Linked DNA regions of Sus scrofa: region 1 is linked to region 2. A link is a contact called in public Hi-C data. All regions are on one chromosome and are shown on one strand. The core of a region is the stretch at or near the end of the contact, and the rest is flanking DNA. Distances in the headings are between cores, read along the strand shown. Region 1 has its middle 110 kb from the start of DRD2. Region 2 holds the start of TTC12 (tetratricopeptide repeat protein 12).

The links. A called contact is a pair of places that touch in the nucleus more often than the background predicts.
Region 1: a contact with region 2 is called in a Hi-C map of omental adipose tissue, with 1.6 times the contacts expected there. The contact joins the enhancer-like site here to the promoter of TTC12 in region 2. A contact is called at or near these places in 1 of 5 promoter capture datasets (liver), 22 of 47 Hi-C or Micro-C datasets (alveolar macrophages, brain, embryonic fibroblasts and 13 more) and 1 of 2 datasets of contacts at active chromatin or transcription factors (skeletal muscle).

Annotation. Positions count from the first base shown.
Region 1 is chr9:41,188,445-41,193,781 of Sscrofa11.1, forward strand. No RefSeq gene overlaps it. Among named protein-coding and RNA genes, the nearest start is that of DRD2, 110 kb to the left of the region's middle. Within about 2 kb of position 3,282, at least 5 of the 83 cell types and tissues checked have an H3K27ac peak or open chromatin away from gene starts, as enhancers often do. A contact at or near this core is called in omental adipose tissue, where this site is marked.
Region 2 is chr9:40,984,219-40,990,273 of Sscrofa11.1, forward strand. It overlaps TTC12 (tetratricopeptide repeat protein 12), which reads left to right and starts at 4,663. Exons shown (of 22, transcript XM_005667347.2): 1 at 4,663-4,728.

The sequences.
Region 1 (5,337 bases), core at 2,032-4,531, 200 kb after region 2:
CCTCATGGTTCCCAGTTGGATTCATTTCCTCTGTGTGCCACAACGGGAACTCCTTTTTTTTTTTTTTTTTGCTTAATTTAACTACACTGCATATACAGTAAAGAGCACAAATCTCAAGTGTACACACAATGATGTTTTACGTGTCTGCATATACGCACCACTCTGACCCTAATATGCAATATGTCCAGCCCTCGGGAACACTTCCTCATGGGCCTTCTCAGTCAGTAGTCCCCTCACCAAAGTACACACTGTCCTCACTTTTGTCACCATAGATTAGACTGTGATCTGTTCATGCACTTTCATACAGATGGAACAATACCATAGCCACAATCATTCATTAAAATCTCTTAATTAATAAAGAGGTTTTAATAAATACTTCCTCAATGTGATAAAATACATCTCTCTGAACTACAGCATTTAATAAGGAAACATCTGAAGCATTTCCATTAACAGTATGAATGCAGAAAAAAATGTTCACCTCTGAGATTAAACTGTTCTAGAAATACTGGCCAATGCATTTAGACATAGAAAGAAATTAAAGTTATAAACATTGGAAAGGAAGCAGTAAAATATCACTATTTGCATTTGAGAAACCCCCAAAACCAAATAAGGAGAAAAACAGCACCAAATAAGCTATTAGAAGCAGTGAGAGATTTCACTCCATTGGTTGGTTATACAAAACTAGTACATAGAACCTCAGAGCTTCATGTAAGCTAACAATAGGTGACAATTTGAAGGCATGACAGAAGACAAGACTCCATTTGCAACAGCAAAAAATACACATACAAATCAAGACGGCATACTGAGCAATAAAAACTAATGGTAAATGTGCACGATTGATATGAAGAGAACACTGAGAACGCAAAAGAAGACTTGAACAAATTGAAAGGCACACTATGACCTTACTACATTCAACAATAAAAAGATGCAAGTTCTCTGCAGTCTATTAACACAATTAATGTAAAAAAGTACTACCCAGCTCTTTTGAAGTACAATGAACAAAAAGCCAGAGTAGTATGCAAACATTGCAGTGGGCAGCACTGCATGTGTGAATATACGAAAAACTTCAAAACTGAGAGCATTGTGATCCGGCCTGTGAAGAGACCGAGAAAACGTGGAGAACATTGTTTTATCACCTCAGAGTATAAATGACCTAAATGTGACACAAATCTCAAAATCCACAAAGGAAACACTGAAAAACTTGTCACGATAACTGTTTTTAATTATTACTACTGAAAAAAGAGATTATATACAATTTTATGGCCACACCCATGGCATGTGGCATGTGGAAGTTCCTGGGCCAGTGAATTGAACCCAAGTCACAGCAGTGAAAACACCACATCCTTAACCACCAGGCCACCAGGGAACTCCTGGCTTCGGATTTTTACCCAAGAGTGGAATTTCTGGATCACATGGTGGTTGTATGTTCAGTATATTTGAGGAAACTCCAAACTGTTTCCCAGAGTGGTTGCAACAATTTACATTCCCACTAGCAGTGCACTAGGGTTCTCTTTTCTCCACATCTTCACTAACATTTGTTGTTTGTAGATTTTTTGATGACAACCATTCTGACAGGAGTGAGGTTTTGACTTCTGTTTACCTGATGACTAGTAATGCTGAGTATCTTTTCATGTGCCTGTTGGCTATCTTTGTCTTCTTTGGGAACATGTCTATACAAGTCTTCTGCCCCTTTTCTCGTTTGTTTTTTGTTTTGTTTTTTAGGGTTGCACTCGAGGCATGTGGAGGTTCCCAAGCTAGGGGTCCAATTTGAGCTACGGCTGCAGCAAGGCAGGATCCGAGCCGCATCTGCAACCTATACCACAGGTCACAGCAATGCCAGATCCTCAACCCACTGGGCAAGGCCAGGGATCAAACCTGCAACCTCATGGATACTAGTCAGATTTGTTTCCGCTGCACCACGACAGGAATTCCCCTGCCCATTTTTGAATTAAGTTGTTTGTTTTTTGGATATTGAGCTATTCAGTATCTTTTGTGGTTCCCTATAAAATGGTTGTCCATTTTAATGCTTTCTAATTGTTTATAGTAATCTCTTATGATCCTTGCATTTCTGGGGTGTCAGAGGTAAATTCTTCTTCATTTCTGATTTTATTGATTTGGGCCCTCTTTCTTTTTATCTTCATGAGTCTGGCTAAAAGTTAATCAATTTTGTTTATCTTTTCAAAGAACCAACTCTTAGATGCATTGATCTTTTCTATTGTATTTTGGTCTCTATTTCATTTCTTTCTGCTCCGAACTTTGTGATTTCTTTCCTTCTACTAACTTTGAGTTTTGTTTGTTCTTCTTCTTCTGGTTCCTTTAGGAACTTGATGTTGTCCCAGAGGTCTCTTAAACTGTCCTCACTTCTTTTTATTCTTTTTTTCTGTTCAGCTTCAGCAATTTCCACTACTGTCTCTTCAGCTTGCTGATCCATTCCTCTGCATCCATCAGTCTGCTGTTGATTCCTCCTGGTGTGTTTTTTCATTTCAGTTACGGCATTCTTCATCTGGGTTTGGTTCTTCTTTGTATTTTCTAACTCCTTGTTAAAAACGTCTAATTTCTCCCTCTGTTCATCGATTCTTCTCCTGGGTCCTTTGGTCATCTTTGTGATCATCATCGTGAACTCTTTATCAGGTCAATTGTCTATCTTCCCTTCACTTAGTTCTTCTTTTGGGATTTTCGTCTTATTCCTTCATTGGTAACATGTTCCTCTTTCACCTCATTTTGCCTAATTTGCAGTTGTTATTTCAGTGTATTTGATAGATTGGTTACATGTCCTGACCTTGGAGAAGTGGCCTTGTGTAGGAAATGCCTGATGCATCCCAAAAGCATACATCGCTCTAGCTATCAGAACTATATACTCTACAGGTGCCCCCTATGTGGGCTGCACGGGTCCTTCTGTTTTGTTAGGCTGACTATTGTGAGAAGTCTGGTGGGCGCGGTTGGCCTCCAGTCCTTGGTTGGGAGGCCCTGCCTTGTGCAGAAGCTGCCAGCTACTGGTTGGTGGGGCTGTATCACTAGGTAGCTGGCTGTGGAATCTCAAGTGGTCCTGGGGCTAGTGCTGGCTCCCTGGTGGGCAGAGCCAGGTTCTGGGGGGTATGGTTATGGTCCAGGGTTCCCAGATCTAGTGTTAGCCTGCAGGTAGATGGGCCCAGTTCTTGGCACAGCTGGCTGCAGGTTCTGGGGTGTTCCCAAACCAGCGCTGGTCTGAAAGTGCACAGGGCTGGATCCTGGGGCAGCTGGCTGAGGAGTCCAGCACACCTCAGACCTGGTGTCCACCTGCTGGTGATGGGTTTAGGCTCTCTGGGGCTTATGCCAGCCTGCTAGTCTGTTGGCTGCATCCTGATGAGTCAGGTTGTGGTGTTACGGTGCTCCTAGGGGTGGTGTCCACCCACATTGTTTTGTTATTTTCAGTTGCTCCCATGGCTTATGGAAGTTCCCAGGTCAGGGATCGAACCCGAGCCACAGAAGTGACAAGGCCAAATCCTTAACTGCTGAGCCATCGGGGAACTCCCAAATGAAGCTTCTTGAGTGATCTCAGCTACACCTTGTAGAGAAGCCCCTCCCAGCTGAACCCAGTCCACCCGCAGAACTGCAAGAAACAACGTCATTGTTCCTTTAAGCCACTGTTGGTTATAATAGTTTGGGGGTGATTTGTTCTGCAGGAAAAGAAAACTGAAACAGGCCCGTATGGAAACTCCCACATTCCTGACTCCTCGAACAGCACTACGGTCTCCCTGGCAACCCTGGCTGGCCATTGCAGCGGCCTATAGGCCAAGGTCATTTGCTGGCACCCCGGTTGCCAGAAAAAGCGAGCTCAAGTGAGAGAATGAAAGCCCCCAAATCAAAGAACAGCCATAAAACAGAGACCCCCGGGGAAGAGCCGCAGCTGTGTCTGAGTGTGCGAGGCCTTTGTCAGGGAGCAGAAAGGAAGGCCAGGGCATGCTTTGATGCTGCCTTTGTCTGCAGCTTCCTCACACGCATACCTGGCACTGAAAAGCACTCGAAACCCCAGCCGTCCAGGGCTTTTGATGTTAGAAAAAAACAAAGTCATGTTCAGCACCACCCCCTCCACGCAGAGACCCAAGGGGAATTCTGCGCTCTGGCCCCCTTCTCCTGGAGGGCGGGTCCTCGATCCTGCTCCCTTTGTCCAACAACCCCTGCGCCAGGTACTGGGCACAAACCCATGATTTCAGCTCATGGGCAAAAGGAGATAAACTGTCAACCAGAGACAAAAGAGCGGCCCTGAGAGCCCCGAGGATGTCTTTCAGCTGATTCATACACGGTGTTCTCTGGTCTCCAAAACTAAGCTGGATGTGTTTTTGTGCTTTCTCGCTGTTATTTCAATGATAATTAAATTTCCCCCAGTAGAAAGACAGCTCCTCAAGAGCAGAGACTATGTCTGCGTTATTCGACATTGTAATGACGTTGCCCAGAACAGAGCATGGCACCGCAGCGGGAACTCGGTAAGTAGCTACGGTATGGATGAGTGAATAAACCAATGAATACTCAGAGTTTCTTAACAGTGATGCCATTGATACTGTTCCCATCTCTCTGCCTCTCTACAGGCAGTTTCTGTGCCTTTGATTCCATTTCTCTCCTAGTCTGTCTGGCACACAGCCTTCTTACCAGCTCTAGAATGGTGAACTAGTTTCAAACCTCTTCAATCCTGTTTGCTCCTCCAGGGGAACACCCTGCCTTGGAAAGAGAGTGTAAGGATAAGATCGGATCATACTTGCGACATGCAGGGCACACAGTCAGTGTAAGTGTCTAACAACAGATGAATGGATAAAGTCAGGGTGCTTTTAGTCTTTGTAACAACCCTTCAATGTAGATAGAGCTACTCCCATTTTACAGACGAGGAAGCTGAGGCTCTAAGAGGGTAAATAAGTTGCTTAAGGTCACACGTCAAATAAGAAGCAGAATCAGATTTCTTAGCTGCGTTCTTGTGGAGGGAAAGCCCTATCTCTCTGCACTACTTCACTGGACTTCTTGAACGGGCTACTTAACATCAAGTTACTCTGGCGCCCTCTGCAGGTCACTCTTCCATGCTGCCCCTTTACAAGGTCATTTCATCTCAAATTAATATCCATTGTTTTCCTTTTCTTTCTTGCAAAGTGCGGTACCCTAATGAGGCTCTTAAGCAAAGGCTAGCTGAGTATTCTAAAAATCCGTCCAAGAATGGAAGCACGCAGGGGGCTCCTCAGCTCACTCCCGCATCATAAAGAGAGAGGGAGGAGGTAAGAGCCCCCTCCACCCCCACCCCACCCCCACGCGGTCCCACAGCTGTCTGTCTGTGTCAAATGTTCTGAGCAGAGGTTGGGGGCTTCAGCTCCCCAC
Region 2 (6,055 bases), core at 3,413-5,912:
CAAGAGAAGAACAACGGTCTGAGTGGGCATGTTAGACAAGAAAGGCTATGTTATGCTGTGTAACAAACAGGTCTGAAATTTTTGCCCATCACCAACAAGGAAACTCTATTGCTCACTTGTGCTGCATGTCCATCAAAGGCAGATGGGCATCTCTGGGCCATGTCTCCTCACTCAGAGGCTCAGGTAGACACAGACTGCACCATCTGGGGGCAGGGGGAAGGGCTGGCTTTGTATGATGAGTCACACGCTGGTTCTTAAAGGCTTCTGCCCACTTTTTCCCACCACACACTGAACAGAGTACGTCTTCTGGCCATGGGGAGGTGAGATCCTACTGTGTGCCTCAAAGGAGGAAAATTGGCTTCTTTGTGGACAGTCCAGTCACTACCCAGGGCTTCCGAGGACTTTGGACACTTTAACGTGATCCATCTGTCGCGTATGAGATTTACCCTAAACATATTTTGTGACTGTCACAATGTTTATCCTCCAGGACAGACAGCCCTGGGAAGACTGAGGTAGAGAAACTATAAACACCCTTAACCATTTTCCATCTAGAATAACTTAGGTTTGAGCCTTCTTCCATGCAGAGCAGGAGATTAACTCACTTATACAACACATCATTTTTTTTTAAGCTCCAACTAAGTGCCAGATGCTGGGAATATTAAGACAAAATAGAACACGATCTCTTCTCTCAAGAGCTGCCTGTTTATCGGGATAGGATTTGGAGTGAGATATGGGCTTGATGGAATCCATGTAGGAGCTGTCAAGATGGAAGTGACTTGGAAGATGCTGCACTTCGTGTCCCGGGATGCTGGGTCCTGTTATCCCAGCCTGGCCTAGGAACACACACGCCTGCATGCTCTTTCCCATCCCTCCTGCTCAGGTATCTCTCTTGACTTTTGCCTGGGCACTTCCCTTACCTCTTTCCTACTTCACTCTCTTCCTATGGCTTCCCTCCTTGATACCCTAGGCCCTACTCGCATCTCTGGGCTCATCTCTTCCACTCCTGCCTTGAACTTTTCTGTTTTCTCATGCGTGGCACAAATATTTCCTGCCTCCACACTTCTGCGCATTCTGCTCCCTGTGCTCAGAGCAGTCCACATTGTGTACTCTCCTATTCCTATGGGAACTCACCAGACACTGTTTCTTCCTCCTTCCTTCTTTTTTAAAATTTAATTTAATTTGTCTTTTTAGGGCCGTACCTGTGGCCTATGGAAGTTCCCAGGCTAGGGGTGGAATAGGAGCTGCAGCCTTTGGCCTACCCCAGAGCCACAGCAACTAGGGATCCTAGCCGTATCTGCAACCTACACCACAGCTTGTGGCAATGCCAGATTCTTAACCCACTGAGCGAGGCTAGGGATTGAACCTGCGTCCTCATGAATACGAGTCTGGTTCCTTAACTGCTGAGCCATGATGGGGACTCCCCTCCCTTCTTTCTTAAGGGCTAGGCTGTCATGTCCTTATCATATGGTTCTATAAGCATTTGCTCATGCATTTATTCTGCTCATCAGGCTGTGTGAGGGCAGGGGCTGTGTCCCCGACTCACAGTATGGCATCTGGTTAAAGCAAAGACTCCAGTAATGTTTGTTGCTATTTCTGTGGCAGAGAATTATAATGAGATGATCAGTGAAAGACATGCAAACATAAAAAAACATCCTCTAATAGGACAGAATTCTGAATGGGGTGTGGAGGAGGGTTTCAAATGGAAATATGACTTTGAGGAGAAAAAAATAACTTCTAGCTATAAAAGTAACTTCTAACAAAACATTATTCATGTGCTTTTTAAACTGTGTGATCTCAGTGTCAAATTTTTCTGGTGTTCAGAGTCCTTTGGACAAAATGTATTGAAAAATTGACATTTTTATTTTTAAAAAAATCAATATTTATTATTATCATGCATAACATCATTTGGACTATTTAGTTGAGGGGTTCCTGATGTGGCTCAGTGGTAGTGAATCTGACTAGAATCCATGAGGGCTCAGGTTCGATCCCTGGCTCTGCTCAGTGGGTTAAAGATCTGGCATTGTTGTGAGCTGAGGTGTAGGTCACAGACATGGCTTGGATCCAGCATTGCTGTGGCTGTGGCATAGGCCAGCAGCTGAAGCTTTGATTCGACCCCTAGCCTGGGCACTTCCCTATGCCGCAGGCGCAGCCATTAAAAAAAAAAAAAGGTTAGTTGAATAAATGGATAGTGCTTTCCATATCAGTTAATATTAGGTTTGGCTGGGAGGTGGCGGAAAACCCAACAGTGACTATACCAAGATAGAAATCTCTGGATTCCCAGAACCTGGTGTATGGTTGGGATTACCGGGCTCTCCTATATGGAAACATGGAGTCATGCAGTCCCAAACCACTATGGTATCTCCATGATCATCAGAACCCAGGCTTCTTCTACTTTGTGGCTTTTCAATCAACATACTGCTTCTACCTCATGGTCCAAAATGGCTGATCCAGCTCCAGCCATTCTGTCCACATTCCATCCAACAAGAAGAGACGAAGAGAAGGAAATCCTTTTTTAGGACACTTCCTAGAAGTAGCACCCATAACTTCTGCTTATATTTCATTGGTTGGCCATGTGTAAGCAAATAGTCCAATGTAAGGACAGCGAGTAAATACGATCTATTCTAGGCGTTGTGCTTTGCTAAAATTGGAGAATCTGAAGAAGAGGAGAGTAACTATCAAAGGACAATTAATTTATTCAACATCTACATTTGAATAACTCATAGGTCTATTCAACTGATTATAAATCTGAACTCATTACCTTTGCTACAACTGATTCTCCTCCAATCTTCATCTCAGGCGATGGAGAGCCCTATTCTGGCTCAAGCTAGAAACCTAGTATCACTGCTAATATTTCCCTGCTGGCAAGTCTCCCTCCAAAGTACATCTCAAATTCATCGAATCCTCTCTCTTCCCTCTACCAATGCATGCTGTTAACAGCCTCTAACTCGCCTCTCTGTGTCCCTCTGGCCTCCTTCCAGCTCATCCTCCACATCACAGACAGAATGGTTTTCTAATAAGAAAAATCCGAGCATGTCAACCCCTCAAACGCTGCCCCTGGCACTTACGAGGAAGACTCAGAAGCTTTCAAAGGCCCCGTGTGATCTGGGCCCAGCTTCCTCTTGCGCCACTTACTTTTCGCTCTCTAGGCCACAGCCACGCTTGGCCTCCTGCTGGTTCCTCAGCCGTGTCAGGTGTCCCCCTACTGCTCATGCTGGCCCTTTTCCCCCTGTCCAGCTGGTAAATGTCACTCACCCCTTCAAGCTCAGCTTAAACATCATGCCCTCGGGAAAATCTCCAAGGTTGGAGCCCAAGCTTTCCCAGTACCCTTTGCTACATTTGTTTTTCACCTTTTTTGCGGCTGGGGGTGGGGGCTGCACCTGCGGCATATGGAAGTTCCCAGGCTAGGGGTTGAATCAGAGCTTCAGCTGCCAGCCCAGGCCACAGCCAAGGCAACACCGGATCTGAGCTGCATCTGCGACCTACACGCAACTTGCAGCAACGCTGGATTCTTAACCCACTGAACGAGGCCAGGGATTGAAACGGCATCCTCATGGATATTGGTCAGGTTCTTCTGCTGAGCCACAACGGGAATTCCATACCCCCTTTACTTCTCTTAGCACTTCTCACAGGGACAATTTAAGTGATTGTTTGCTGATTGAGCTTTAATACCCCCTGGGTGATAAGCTCTTTGGTAGTTACCTTGTGATAATTTTATGGGTCAACTTGTCTGGGCCACAGGGTGCTCAGATATTTGGTGAAAACATTATTCAGGGTTTGCCTGTGGGGATGTTTCTGAATGAGATTAACATCTGAATCAGTAGCCTGGGTAAAACAGATTTCTCTCCCCCATGTGGGTGGGCCTCATCCAATCAGTTGAAGGCCTGGAGAGAATTCCTTCTCTCTGCCAGACGGTATTTGGCTGAGACTTTGGTCTCCTCCTGCCTTTGGACTCAGACTTGGACCGGAACTGATGCCACCATCAGATCCCCTGGTTCTCGAGCCCTTCAACTTGGACGGTTGGAACTGACACTATGGACCCCTTGGGTCTCCAGCTTGCTAAGTGCAGATGGTGCCCTTCTCAGCCTCCATTATCATGGGAGCCAAATTCTTATAGTAAAACAGTCTCTCTCTCTCTCCCTACGTGCGAATGTGTTCATCATCTCATTCTGCTCTAAATCCTAGGATTCCCTGGATGATAACCACCACTCATTCCTAATGACTGGGAGCCCAGCACTTTAACCAAAAATCTTATGAGAAAGTGGCATTTCTCCATTTTCTAGAGGAGAAAACTGAAGATCAGAGAGGTCACCTAACTCTCTGAAGGTCTTCTATACCAATAGGCAAATTCCAATTCACACCCAAAGCCTGCCTCTTCCAAGTACGTTGGAGACCTTCTGCCTTTTTGGTCCAGGGATATTAAGCTAATGGACATGCCACACCCAGTCCCAAAAGAAAAAGAGGCAAAAACCTGGAGCTGATTTAGGGATCAGCGCAGGACACTTGGGCTTCTTTTGCTCCCCTCCTTCCCAGGTCCACCTCAGGCATCCCTGGCCCCAGCTCCGCCTTGAATTTGGCGCTTGGCCAAGCATTCTGGAACCGGAGGACCCGTGGTGCCGCTCAGCGCGGAGCCACGCCCACACCCTGGCCCCTGGCCCCGCCCCACCCCAGCCTAGGTCAGTCGCCTCCCGTCCACGGCCGCCATTTCCTGTCTAGCCCTGGGCGCGTCAGGTCAGTGCAGTGGGGTGGCCTGGGGTCTGCCCTGCCCTGATCTGGCCATCGGAGCCAAGCAGAGGACGCTGGTTTGGGCCCAGCGTATGGGACTTTATCGGCTGCGGGCTGTGACTTCCCTGGCGGTACCCGGCCAGTGGACGCTCCGGAGCGGTTGCTGGGCAACGGTGCCGTCGGCCCCTCCCCTCTGCGCAGGGTGGGGAGGGGCTTCCGGGGTGAGCGGTCTCCTGGCTGCAGCACAGTCCCCGCGGGCCACAGGCTCCTGTCCCAGGATATACGCCGCGCCCGCCGCCGTGAGCCTCGCCGTGCCTGGCCTTCCTGACCCTTCGTGGGTTCGTTTCCTGACCCTTCGCGGGTTCGCTGCCCAGTCTCAGGGCGCACCCTTAGGCCTGCCCTGGGAGCAGAGGGCTTGGCGCCTACCCGCAGGAATTCAGAGCCTGCCTTCTGCCCTCCCTCAACTTGGGCAAGTTGACTCATTTGACTAGGCCTCAGTTCCACAAGAGCCTAAGTAGCTGGAGCTGGAAAGAAACCTCGGGATCTTTTAGTTAAGCCGCAGGCCCCCAGTCCTCTTTTATGGGTAAGGGTGACCCGCAGCAACCCCTCATCACAAAACTGCAGCATTACGTTAATCCCCAGATAGTGCTCTTTTGTATTAGTGATTCCATAGAATGAAGGGGGCCTCTCTCTGAGGCTCAGAGAGGTGGTGACTCTAGCTGAGGTAGCACAGCTTGTAACTGGTGGAATCTCAAAGAGATCAATTAACTCACAAGTTGTTCCTGGCAGATTTTGAATTTCTGGTTATAGGTGCCTTAGAGGACTCCACTGCCTTTAAATACAGCTGGCTGTAAAGCAGAATGACCTGGAGAGTGTTTCAAACTGTAGGTTCCTGTGTGTAGCTGAGGAACTGTGGGCTAAGGCTGAGAAATCTCTATACTCAAGTTTTGGATGATATTTATGGTCCGCAGGTGGACCTTTGGGACCCACTGGAGACCTTTTCATTCAAAAACAGCTGAGAGGTAATACATCTAAAGTACCTGGAGAGGAGACGCGGGCATACAGTGCTGTCAAATTCTAACCCCTTCAGCCAATTTGTAGCTTTTCTTCGCTCCTCATGCACAAGCCAGAGGCTTATATTTTAAACAAGTTTGGACATTTAGATGCAGATTGTCCCATTTCAGGTTACTTGTCACATAGCCAGGTCCAAGCTCCTGGCTGGGCCGGGCTGTCACAGTCAAAGTCAAAAATTAGCATCCTCCATCCCTGGTGGCCTGTCAGCTGCTCTCCTCCTGGTCCCTATCATGCCAGGTCCCTGAATCACAGAAGTTTA